Regions from separate parts of the Mus musculus genome. Here region 2 is linked to region 1. Evidence: chromatin contacts called from public HiChIP or PLAC-seq data. All regions are on one chromosome and are shown on one strand. The core of a region is the stretch at or near the end of the contact, and the rest is flanking DNA. Distances in the headings are between cores, read along the strand shown.

Evidence for each region. HiChIP or PLAC-seq counts read pairs in DNA pulled down with a chosen protein or histone mark.
Region 2: a BATF HiChIP or PLAC-seq map of CD8 T cells shows a contact between it and region 1, with 5 read pairs. The contact joins two enhancer-like sites. A contact is called at or near these places in 8 of 39 promoter capture datasets (3T3-L1-derived adipocytes, the HPC-7 cell line, embryonic stem cells and 5 more), 14 of 484 Hi-C or Micro-C datasets (the AML12 cell line, cerebral cortex, cortical glia and 5 more), 17 of 115 datasets of contacts at active chromatin or transcription factors (CD8 T cells, astrocytes, bone marrow-derived macrophages and 11 more) and 1 of 9 other capture datasets (embryonic stem cells).

The regions. Positions count from the first base shown.
Region 1 is chr13:107,644,302-107,650,600 of GRCm38.p6, forward strand. Gm32186 (a long non-coding RNA gene) reads right to left here. Exons shown (of 8, transcript XR_873933.2): 4 at 1-2,100. Among named protein-coding and RNA genes, the nearest start is that of Gm32186, 17 kb to the right of the region's middle. Within about 2 kb of position 1,595, at least 66 of the 459 cell types and tissues checked have an H3K27ac peak or open chromatin away from gene starts, as enhancers often do. A contact at or near this core is called in CD8 T cells, where this site is marked.
Region 2 is chr13:107,862,835-107,869,518 of GRCm38.p6, forward strand. The region is part of intron 5 of Zswim6 (zinc finger SWIM-type containing 6); the gene reads right to left. Among named protein-coding and RNA genes, the nearest start is that of Zswim6, 24 kb to the right of the region's middle. Within about 2 kb of position 4,212, at least 25 of the 459 cell types and tissues checked have an H3K27ac peak or open chromatin away from gene starts, as enhancers often do. A contact at or near this core is called in CD8 T cells, where this site is marked.

The DNA.
Region 1 (6,299 bases), core at 345-2,844:
GTAATGAGTGTGCTTACTTTTCAGTATTTGCGCTTTTTCATTACTTCTATGATAAAGATGTACTTTTTTTAAAAATAAGAAACAAAATGGAATCTTAGCCATCAGCATGGTGGATCGCCAGCCCTTCTTCTTCTGAGTGGCCTAGCATAGGATGATGGGGATTTGGCTAGTCATGACCTTGACCCACACCTCAGAAGTACCTCCCAACAGCTTCCAAGGGATACTATTTTTGTGGTGGGCATCCACAGGTCCCAAGAAGATTTATCAATTCCAGCAGTCAACCCAGCCTTAACCCCTTCTCTGTCCTCATTTTATTTACAAGAACCCGGGACTCTACTCTGTATCAGGAATCCAGACAGGTGCATGCCCTGACAAGGGTAGCCAGGAAATCAGAGGCACAAATAAAGACAGGATCTGTATTCCAGAGTTGGGTTCTCTCTCTCTCCTTTTAATCTGTCTTTAACACCCCTCTGAAGTCGCCTGTCCTGGGTGAGCTTCAATAGTGATTCATAGTGGTCGCTTTTCTCTGCAAAGTTTGACCCATCCGCATCTGCTGCTGTCCCTAGACCCCTCCCACACACACTCCTGGTCCTGGGCCAAACCCTAGGAACCATCAAAGCAGGTAATGGAGGTCTGCGAGGTGGCAACACAGAAGTCGTCAGGCTCCGGCAGGGTCCCACAGATTTCTGTAAACCCGTTTACAGTTGTTTATTCTCTGACATGGGCAGGAGATACGGTCTCCAGAAATCGGGCTTTTCGTAGTACCTCGGTGCGGGTTCTCAGAGATGCAGTGGAGACCTGTCCTCCACCCTCAGCCCCACCTCCACCCCAGGGCACCGGGTCTCATCTAAACGGAGAATCCTCAGGAAGGGAATCCCCGCCCTGCCCGCAGTCCTGACCCTGGGGCCCCTGGGCCGTTTCCTCTGCTACTCGAGGGGCCTTCTTTGCAGCCCCACATCTCCTTTTGATCAGCCTAGGATCTCGAACCTCGGATCCCATCACCTCCGAGAAGGACTGGGGTCCTGCTCATGAGCCCGCAAAACCTTGGCGTTTTGGGGACCCGGTCCGGCAGGGCGAGGCCTGAGGCTGCGCCCGGAGTTTCCACTGCCCACGCCGTGGGCAGGAGGTGCACTGAGCCCAGTGTCCGGGCACACCGCAGGGCCGCCTGGCACTTGGATGGGGAGGAGACAGGGTCCCCGCCGCCATTGAGAAGATGATCAACGAAAGGAGCCGGGGAAACTGACTCCTGACTCGGTGAACCGAGGTGAAGGTCCCGCGCCCAAACCACTGCCGCTGCCGAAGACCAGAACCCATTCAGGAAAAGATGAAAGATTTTAGAAAGAAAACTGAAATAGTAATAGCAGCGAGAGAGGCAGGGGAGGGGAGGAGAGGGAAGGTCGGTAAATCAGACCTCCGTTCAAGGACTCAGATTTTGCAATAAGCACTTAATTAAAAATAAAATATATTGATGTGGTAAGGCAAGTCGCGTTCCTAGGAAGGTAAAAATACAGTGGACTGACTCCCCCACACCCCAGATGCTCCACCTGCCTGCTGTAATTACAGGGCTTCAGAGAGGAGGGAAAAAAAAACACGACACGGAGAAATCTGCTTGCATATTTTTCCCTCTATTGTGCTCGGCTCATTTGAATTATAATGTGTTGCAGGCCAGAGTAGAAAATTTTGTGCCTTGAATAACGAATCCCCCTGGAGCCCGCGGTACCTGTACTTCTTTTTAGTGTCCACCGAGAATAACGTGTTCGACATTCAAGTGACAACACAGAAAAGGATTTCAAAGCCCCGGGGCTCCAGCACGCTGCACGCCCCGACGGCTCTTCTGCCTGCTCCCTCTTTGCCTTCCAAATGCGGCAAGCTCTTTCTTTACTTAGAATGGGTTCTTCTTTTACACTGCTCCTGGCGGCACCACAGAAATACGGCCAAGACAGGAAGGCGCACATTTCTAGACTCTGAACTGGTCCTGCCCGGAACAAAGCTTCGTGCTAGCTGTCTATCCCAGACCATTCTAAACGAAAACACTGCCATCCCAGGCCAGGCAAGCTTTTTCCGCTGTCAAAATCTCTCGGCTGTGTTGACGCGGGCTCTCTGTTAGAAAGGGTAGCAAACAATCAGTAATTTACGAAAGCAGACAGGGCTTACGTCACAGGCAGTTTGGCAACTTAGTGGATGGTTCTGTGGAGATACTTCTAAGGGGCAAATGCTGGAGGTGGGGGGAGGATATGAAAATGTCATTAAGATGAGAAAATAGAGGATTTACAAGTAATAAAAGCCTCAAAGCAGAACTTGGCAGCAAAGCTCTGTCAAGGCTTTTGTTGTCTTGGTTGAGCATTCTTTCGGGTTTGACATAGTCTTTTTTAAAAATAGGTCATTTTTAGCTAACAAGATTAAAGTTTAGGCTATATGCTATGATAAACCCATTTATCAAAAAAAGAAAAGAAAAATGTAGGACTGATGTAGAAGGATTTTCGATATACATTAGTAAGTATATGTATGTGTATACAGTGTGTGCAATGCACATTATACAGTGTGAAGAAATTTTCTATACTTCATTACATGCTATATTTGCTACTTAATTTTCTATTTGTATTTACCTTATTATATTTAAACATACAAGTGTGTGTGTGTGTGTGTGTGTTTCTTTGTGTATACACATGTATTCAATGTCTATGTTTCTGTAACCATGGGACCATCTCTGTGTTGGTACTGTCTTTTTGCAGGGGATGGTTGTGGATGGAGAATTCCCCTTTTACAAAAATCCAGTCTCGTTTTGTTTTTAAAACAATATAAATTAATTGTTGGTTTAAAAACATAATGAGATGGAGTCATAACTATCAGCCATCTCCTCTACCACAGGCAGAAGACGACTTGGGGCTGAGAAGAGGAGTCGGGGTAGTTGCTGCTGTTGTTTTTAGTAGGTACTTGTGACCATTGCTTCACCTTTTCATCAGGACTGCTAAATGCTTCCCAAAGGAAGCTGGGAGTGAGTTTTGCCTCTGCCTGCCCTCTGCTCTAACAGGAGCGCCAACAGTCAGGGATATGACTTGGAAATGTGATTGGGGAGGGGGGGGCTGACAGGTAAAAGCAACAAACTCAGCATCTTAAAGGACTACACTCATTTACTTTCTGAGTTGGGGCACTTCCTTTGTGTCTAAGGAGCACTTCAAGACTTGTTAAGTGTCTGCATATTAATACTCTCAGAGCTTTGGGCTCCAAAGCAGAGAGCTCCAAAGACTGGGAAAGGCAAAAACTCACCACGCCTTTGGAGCCAGGCTGAACCATCCAAAACAGTTCTGTAGAGTGTAGTGTGAGCTTTCCAGCAGCCAGCGCGTTAGCTTCATTCTCTGAGATAGTCCCTTAAAGAGCTCTCAACACTGCTGCTCTGGAGCTCAATCCAGGATGCCCAGAGAGTGGGCCCAAGGAGCCCAGAATTCTCCAGTCTTGCTAATGCCCAGAATCCTCTAGTCTTGCTTGATACCCAGAATACTCAGAGAAGGGCCATGCTAACAACAGGGGACCATGTTGTTCAGAGACAGAATACGGACATTTCTGTGACAGATTCCTGCCATACAAACCGAAGGAAACAAAGCAACAAAATGCCCTTCCCTCCTTTCCCACTGCTATTAACAAAACCACGACCTTTTCTCCTCTGATAGCAGTTTCTTCAGTACTTCTTGACTCTTTATACCAGAAGATTCTTTGGGACAGAGACTAAGCTGAGCACTGTAGAAAACTTAGCAGCTTGTTAGCCTGGCCTCTGTACACTAAGTGCCAGCAGCAAGCCTTCCAGACTAGTGACAAACCAACAACATCTCCAGGCGCAGTCACATGTTCCCCAGGGAAGGGGCCAAATCATTCCCAGATAAGAAGTATTTAATTTAAAGCAAAACTCCAAAACATATAAGAGATACTTTTTCCTATGTTTTTCCTATGTTTTTAAAAACTGGTAGTATATGAATATTATATATGGGGGGATAAATTTTGAGACTAGGTTTCTATGGGCAGTTCTGGCTATCCTGGAAGTTGTTGTATAGTCCAGGCTGGCCTTGGGATTAAAGGCACGCATCACTGCCCCGCGATAAGGTATCAGTAATATTTTAGAAATTATTACTAGGCAAATAAAATGAGGATGAGCTGTCAAAACCCATGCCTTTAATCCTAACACTTTCCTTCAGAAAACACAGGCAGGCAGACCTTTCTGAATCCAAGGTCAGTCCAGTCTACATAGTGAGTTCTAAGACAGCCAGACCTATATAATGAGATCCTGTCTCAAAACCAACAAACAACAAGAAAAAACCAAGCGGGAAAAAAAGAGGTGGCATGAAACACATGGTGCTGAGGCAACATGTGTGTGTTTACACACACACACACACACACACACACATATCCATCCAATGGGCAAAACTGGATGTCAGGGTACAGGAGTACTCCGCCCTCCCCTTGGCCACTTGGCCACATTATGGTGAGTTCGCTGATTGCTTCTCTCCTCCACAGACTGTTGCTATGGGATGCACTACTAGGCTGTCTCTCCAACATGAACGCGCTGCTTCCTGTCCTTGACCCTTCAGACCTACATATGCAATGGGTCCCAGCTATCGTTGCTCTAGGATGCTAGAGTGTCCCTCACCCATATCCCAACTCCATCCACATTCCCTCCCCTTCCTCTTTTCCTTTTTGTTGATTTTTGGGTTTGTTGTCTTTGTTCTGGGGTGGTGTTGGTGTTGATGTTTTGCAATGTTGGGTGTTGATCCTAGAACCTCTGCAGGCTAGGCAAGTGCTCTCCCACTGAGCTATATTCCCAGCACTTGTTTTTTTGAGACAAGATTTCTTGCAACATAACCAGGCTGGTCTTGAACTTGTGATTCTCCTACCCCTGTCTCTTGCATGCTGTGACTACAGGCTTGTATCACCATGTCATGCTCTGTCCACATGTTTGCATCTCATTGCTTGTTAAATGAGATTGATAGGGTTGTCATCTATTTCCTCCCTGAGTGTGAAGCAGATGAAGTGAGAAAGCCTTTAGGGGAAAGGAAAGTCTGATGGGATTTAGGAATTCTCAGGACCTTGACCAAACACCAAACAGGCTGACGTGCCCTGAACCAGAATAGGACTTTTCTCCAAACTTCTCTTAGAAACCAAACCGAGGCTGTGTTCTCTCACATTGGCTACTTACAGCCCCAGAGCACATGCTCCCAAACCATGGTTGTCCCAGCCATGCCTGCCCCTCTCTAGAAGAGTCATGGTCACAGATTAGAGAAGAGCCACAGAGAGAAGAGAGCTTAGGAGACCAAGCTGTGTCTCCTGAGAGTCATGGTCACTGAGAGAATAGAGCCTAGGAGACCACACCGGGTCCCCTTTATCACTTGGGCCACAAAGACAAAGGGCAATCTATCCCTGGGAAGTGTACCACCTGCAAAACAAGGGGAATCTGTTTTCCAAATTAGCACCAAAATTATTTTTAGGCATAAAAATGTCTCCATACTCATGCTGACATATTCAGGAAGAAAGGTGGGAACGTCTAGCATATGAAAGAACAGGAATTCACTCTCTCAGTTCCTGGGTTGTCTGGACTAGGCGAGGCAAGACCTACTGACCCAGGCCTAGGATTCAGGACATAGGACGTAGGAAGGCAGAAGCAGCAGGGACAGGCTCAGACAACCAGTTCAGCATCTGGCAGCAGAGCCTCTGGTCCAGGTCACAACAACAGCCTGGACTGTCCCTCCCCACAGTCACTATTGCTGCTCCCAGAGAGAAGACAGCCAGGAGGCCTCCTGGCCTGAGCCTCTGAATAAAGAATGCCACTCTTTCTTTGCAGCTCCAGAGCCCAGAGCTGGCAGCTCCCTCCAAGGCTCAGGCAGCTCCTCTGCGATCACATGATCCAAGACACTCTGTTCTTTGTGACAGGCGCTTGGCCAGGTGGGCCACAAAGGTCCTTCAGGTGCCCTGGCTCTGGAGAAAGTGATGAAATATTAGCTCTCAGCTGGGTTCCCAGCATTCATGTCTTACCTGGCCTCGGGGCCACCATATGACCCCAGGCTTGACTGCTATTCGCTATTCACAGTAGAAACAAAGACCACATCCAATTCAGGGCACAGGGGCCTCAGAAACACCTCTAGGCTTTTGCCTCACGGGGCTAACGTCAGAGATGTTTTATAAAAACAAGAGTGGAGGTCATATTGCTTCTTGGATAAAAGGAACTTTACTTCAAAGAAATTTACATAGTAAACAAAGCAAGGAAAATTGCCAGGATATCACCAGACAGAAGGTGAGCCACCATGAGGTTGCTT
Region 2 (6,684 bases), core at 2,962-5,461, 220 kb after region 1:
GTCCTGTGGAGTTGGTACAAACAACTTTACATCTTATCTGTGTGGGGACAAGAACCCAAACATCGGTCAGCCAATCAGAAAAGGCACTGGGACCTAAAGCCAGAAAGTCACCTACTACACTCTGTCCGAGCATGACCTCTGTTCTTTCAGGGTTTGATGCCAGAAAAAGCTCAGACTCTGGAACTGATCCAGACTCAGGCCTAACTACATAGGTCAGTGATCTTGAAAAAATATAGATCTTGCTTTTCTCAACACCTAAACAGACACGCAAGCATTTCTGTGTCCAGCGCTACCTTCCCACCTGTCACCCCAGCCACTCTAGGATGCAGAAGCACTCTTGGGTTTAAGGCCAAACTCGTTCAGCTAACAAGTCCCTCCTTCAAAGGATGGGGGTGCAGCTCTTTGGTAGAACATATCTGAAGTCCTGGTGACGGTCTCAACAGTGCCATAAAACACTTAAGAAGTAAGTTAGATAAATATGGGCAGTTTCTAAGTCGTCATGGAATGGTGGTGAGGAGCAAACACGATTCTTAGAAAGCAGCGACTGAGTGATTTCCACAGAGTTCAGTGATCACAGTCTGCAATAGCAGTGACTCCTCAGGGGACAGTGACATATTTGGGGCTTTGGCCCCATACCAAGTGGCCATGAACTGCTCTCAGTGAGTTCCTGACTCTTTTTTTTTTTTTTTTTTTTCCCTCACTGTTTAATGTTCTCCACTCTCAGGCTGTCACTTAATCAAGCCCTGATCAGGCACTGGGTCCCCTTCTCTTCTGCCTTTACTGGTCTTTCAAATGCACTATAAACTTGAAAAGCACAAAGCTGGACTTTCTGACTTCTACAAAGAACATACCAGTTCTCAGAGAGGATTCTGCGTCCTCTTAAGTAATTAAAAGAAAACTTTTAACATGCAAGCACTAGCCGCCTAATCTTTACCTTTCAAAGTTCTCTATTTACATGGCTTCTCACATAGGCTTCTTTATATCTATACTAAAGATATAGATGGATAGTGGTATGAAAAAAAATCTCAGACCTAGAGATAGCCTTGGTCTCACTGGAACTCACTAGTGTGGCACTCCTATTTTTTCTTCTTCAAGACCAGCTACACACGAGGAAGGGCTAGATGGTGAGCAGGGACTGATACACTTGATTGCTCAAATAATCATAGAATAAAAAGCTGCTTCTCCCTTGATTCACAAAGGGCCACAACTGACTAGAAGTGGCATCGAGCACAAGGCAGGTTTGAGGGTTGGGGTACTGTAGGATATCAAGTAGATGTCCTCATCTGAAACACAACAACTGAGCTTATGGACAAATGTGGAGATGTGACAGAGCCCTCCTGTTGGCCATCCACCCCCTTTGCTATTTGCATGTACTCTTTGGCAAATCAGCAGAGAAAACCAACTCCAACCTTTTAGGGATGAACCCATTAAGACAAACTTAAGTACTGAAAACCACTAAGTGGGTGGGAGAAGAGAATATGATCACTGTTTACTGTGAAGGCAAGTATTCACTGGATGGATGAAAAATAAGAAGCACACAATGGAGGGAGAAGTGATGGTGGGCACACAGAAATAGAAGAAAAGCTGTCAAATCTGAACAACCTTTACAGTGCTCACTCATTTCAGAAACTATACCATTTTTTCAAAATTTATCACTATTATTCCCCCAAGAAGCTGGACTACAAACCGTAGGAGAGGAAAAAATTCATGTTTTTAACTTCCAATTCATTTTTATTATCTAGCTTTGTGAGCATAGCATTTTACATTGAAACTTTTATACATAATTTTGTTGACATGATAAAATACAAACCATGTAGGCCATCGGTAGCAAATTTTCTGTATAGGACCCAGAAGTAAGTATTTAAGGTTTTGCAGGGAATGAAATCTCTGGCAACTACTTAACTCACTGACATAAAAGCAGTCACGGAGACTTTGTAAACTGCCTTGGTCTGAATGCTAGGTACCCCCCAATGTGATGGCATGAGACTGAGGGCTTCCAGAGTACAAACATTACACGAGTGGAATTAGTGCCCTTTCTCAAGAAGGCACAAGAGAAAGCCCTCAGCACATCTGCAGCCATGTGAGAGTTCTCACAAAGTACTATCTGCTAAAATGCCCCTCCCCAGGCTCCAAGCCTGCAGGCACACTGACCCTGAGACTTCCAAGGAAGCCCTTCCTGACCTCTAAAGCTGAGGCACATTTCTCCTATCTAACAGTCCCTCAGTATTTTGTTAAGCAACCTGAAGGGACGACGCTGCAAACCAGTGAGCTGAGCAGGACACGCTCCAAGACAGCTTACTCATGGCTCAAAACTGAATTTCATATGAGTTTCACATAGCAGAAAAGAGGTTTCTGAAATAATTTTTCTAAACACTTAAAAAAAAAAAAAAAAGAAAAAAGAAGGAACCATTCTTGGTTTTCAGGCTACACAAAAACAGGTGGCAGGCCAGATTTGCCCCACGCACCACAAATTTTATGAATCCTAATGGATACAAATTAATATTCAAAAATGAAAGTGCATAAAACACCAACTGCAAATGTGATCATTACATTATCTTCTAATCTAAAGGGAACACTTGTTTTTGTATCTTCAGAAATAGAAATTATGCTGTATAGGCTATTCCAAAGTCCTAGCTGCTAAAGTTAATAGCAAAAACTGTAAATGAATCTTTGTCTTTTAAATAATATTTAAACACATTTTGCTTCCTTCGAGGACGGCTGAGACACTAGCACCTCTCAGTAGCTTAGTCTTGTTTTTCCCTTTGTCTGGTTTTCTGTGGCAGGAGCTATGGATTCCAGGCTGGTCTCAATCAAACTCATGATCACGTGTCTCAGCCTGGTGATTACTGGGACTAGAGGTGTGCAACCAGCATGCCTAGCCCACACTAAGCATTTTTAGGTCTGTCCTGATATCTTGGCTTTCTCCCCAACATCTACAAGTCAATTAATGCCATTAAGTCATTTGGGTGAGTTAAAATGTCTATGGCGTGATAAGCAGGATCTCTGGAAGCTTCACTAGAATCAATGTGATGGAAGGGAAAGTATACGGGAAGTGTGTGCCGTTTATTGTATGATCTTTTAAATATACTAGTAATTCCATTTGTAAAGCTTTGTCACACATCGAAAAAAAAGGTAACAACATAGAATAACAGTGACCTAGAGCAGAGTACAACCCAAGAAGTCTGGCTTCCTAATGCAGGGCAAAGAATCTTCCCACTCTTTTTTTTTTTTACGCTGCAATTATTTGTTTGCCTCAGATATTTATGGTCTCTGGATAAGAGCACAGGAAGCTCCCCTAACCTAAGGTATCTGTAAAACTACTACACTGGCTTAAGAAACAGGGTTTGCAAATGGTGATTCAGTTGTGATTCACTCACAGGTCAAAAAATCAATGCGGTCGGTCACACAAAGCATTTTCTAATGGAACTGAGGAAGCGTTATTAAGAACATCAGTGAGCATGGCGTGTTTTAAGGATTAAGTCTTTTCTTACGAAGCTTTTTTTTTAAATTAATAGTTTTGTGTGTGTGTGTGTGTGTGTGTGTGTGTGTACTGTGTTGTATGTATAGTCTCACTTTCTCACTTTGAAAGAAGACTGTCTAAAAACAGTCTAAAATGACTGCCACACCTAAGCAGACTTCAATAAAAGACAAAGAGTCCTGAGACCTGAGGTAAAGCCTGAGAGGACAGCATCACTCGGCGGCTGCTACCACTTCAGGTCCCTGGGTTAAAGTGTGCTTCCTAGGGGGACACGCCTGCTGGCTGCAGAGCCTTCAGGAGATGAAGGCCACTGCTAAGCCTTGGGTCACTCTCAGGAGGCCTGCTGTGCTCCAGGGGACTATAGGACCCTAGTTCTTTCCCAGCTGTCTTTCTCTTTTTCATCTGACTTTAGGTGAGTCTGCTCCACCATACATCCCTGCACAGCCCAAAACCACAGAGCAACCACGCATGAACTGGAGCTTGTAAAACCAAGCATCATGGGCCATGACCTAAGCAGTGTGCTCCACCACAGGACCCTCCAGTAGGCCTAGAGGGCCGGAGCAGGTAGACATGGCCAATCTTAGACTGGAACCTCCAAAGACGCAGGATAAAATTAATCTGTCATCTTCGTAATTATCTCCAGGAACCCTTTTCACAGCAACTCGAAGGTGACTACCACAGTGACACAGAAAATTCTGGAAGGCTTGACATTAACCACAAAAACCAAGGGAGGAGAGGCACAGAGAGGTAGCAGGAAACCAAAGAGCTGACACTCTCCCTCAAACTTTCTCTAGTGTAGCAAAGCAAAGCAAAACAAAACAAAAAATAACCTCAAAGTTAAGAGGTCTATCTTATGAACCTCCCATTTTTACAAAGTTAGGTGTGAGCAGGTAAAGAACTGGAGAATACTAGGAAATAAGAGTTGAAAAGCTTCCTACAGAGCCTGGGAGTATTTTCACTCCACTGATACAGACCTAGAAATCTGTGTTTGATATTTTATGGTGGATACTTTATAACAGGGTTGGATGTCCATGTAAATCACCTATTTGCACATCTGAAGATACTGTAGGAGAACTTATTTTATGGCAACTTATTTTAGGGCTATTTGTTCTCTAGGTGTCACAATATCTCATAGTGAATTCTATTTTATTATTAATTTTTTTCACTATCTTCTTGGAAATCTTGGCAATTCTCCTCATTTTAAAAGTAAGAGGTTGAGACATTCCCCCAAGTGATCTAACGGAAGCCCTGGCCTCCAGTCAGCTGGGGGGTCCACCCTCAGTTCTACTGCTTATCCTAGTTAAGTGTTTCTTTTTTAAAGTAAGTCAACGGCTGGTGTCGCACTTAGCGTACACACTGCAGAGCGGGCAGATGTTGGGCACTGGAAAGTGAGTGTTCTCCAGTTCCTGGGCCTCCTCTTGCTCAAGGAGAGCCTGCAGACTCCTCAGAGACTGTACCGTCTCTTCAGTAGGAGAAGGCACAACAATGTCTGCTTGCTGTTTTTATTACACTTTAATACAAAAATGAACATTAAAAGCATATTATATCTAAATTCCAACTCAATCCGAGACAGTGATCAATATTTAAGAAAGGGAGAAAAGGAAGAAAAGCAAGAACCTTCATAAGAGGAGGGAATCGTGTCTCAGTGCAGCTCTATAGTGCTCAAGGCCAGAACATACCGTAAACACTCCTAGGGATTAAAGGTCAGGGAAAAACCAAGGTGAAACAGAAGCCGAAACGTCCCCGTGTGTTGGCTACAAAATCAGTGATGATGTGAAGAGAAGTGCTCCAGAGAAATCAAAAGAAAAGTGTTAAATAAGAAAAAAAATTATTTATATATATGTGTGTGTATGTGTGTATATATATATATATATATATATATATATATATATATATATGAGAGAGAGAGAGAGAAACAGCCACTCATTTGGGGCGCTCAGCAACAAGGATAAAGATCCAATCATCAGACACAGAAGCACAACCCAAGGAGGAGCTCAGGGAAAGGCTGCGATAACACTGCCTGAATCCGCGTTCTAACTCTGCCGTACATACCTGTCTGACGTGCCTCAAGTCTCTGCATGTGTAATGACAAAAGTGGCACTTGGACTGAAAGTCTACCAACTACATATTCCAAACTCCCGTGTCATTTGTCTTCCAGTTTGGTTCTGCCCGTGGGAACAGTAACAGGAAACTGTAAGATGAGGAGGGAAAGACCTTTGGTTCCTGTTTCAAGTGGTACCCACAGGCACAGCAGCAAAGGGCTGAACATGGCCCGCATCATCTGTGTGGTTTCTAAGCAGCAGAATCTAAGCTACGCAACAGATCACTCAGCCCTCGTCTGACCCAGGGAGTGGGTAGCATCTCCTCCTCACTTTGTCCCTTTGTCCCTTCAGAACTCACCTATGCCATGTGCTCACACACATAAACCTACTTTAAACCCATTCGCTGATCCAGCATTAACCTCAACACTTTCGCCCTCAGCTCCTTCCAAATGCATTGTAACCAATTTTGTGTATTAAATCCCTTTCTGCTCAAAACGCCTGGTGCTTCTTTCATGAGCAGACTGTGGACACCACTAACACATCATTGGAGATTGCTCTAATACAATGAATTTTAAAAGTACTTCTGACCGCTGCCTGGCACCTTCAAAGGAGGATGTAAATATTAACACTTCATACTCTATGAACTGCTTAAGCTAGGGGATGAGAGCAAGCTGCTAAACGGGAAATGACAGTGTTTCCTGGGTCTGCCATCCGATGGCACTAACAACCATGGGCAGCTTGGTAACCCCTCAACTAGGAAGAGTCAAAATAGACCGACAACAGGAAGAAAGCATCAAACTCCAAAAAACCCACAAAAGCCATCGCCTGTGGTCTCAAGTCCCTGTAAAGAATTCCCCGGATGCAGTAAAATTATTTCAAAAAACATTTTAGTTTTCATAAACATGTACGTACTCTAGTAAGAAGACTATTATAGTCAGATTTTTTAACATTAAAAATTCCTCTCAAATATTTTAATTAAAATACCGCTTCATTTGAAAGTGCAGTAACTAGATGTGCCACTTCTAAGCCTGTTTGCCCACAGAGCCTGGGCTCCGTGACACTGTATCTCAGGACTCCTGATCACTACCAAGGTACACACCACTCTCTGAACTCCTGGGTCACCTGGCTTTTCCTGGGGTTCAGCCTGTGAGAGGCACTGGGGGA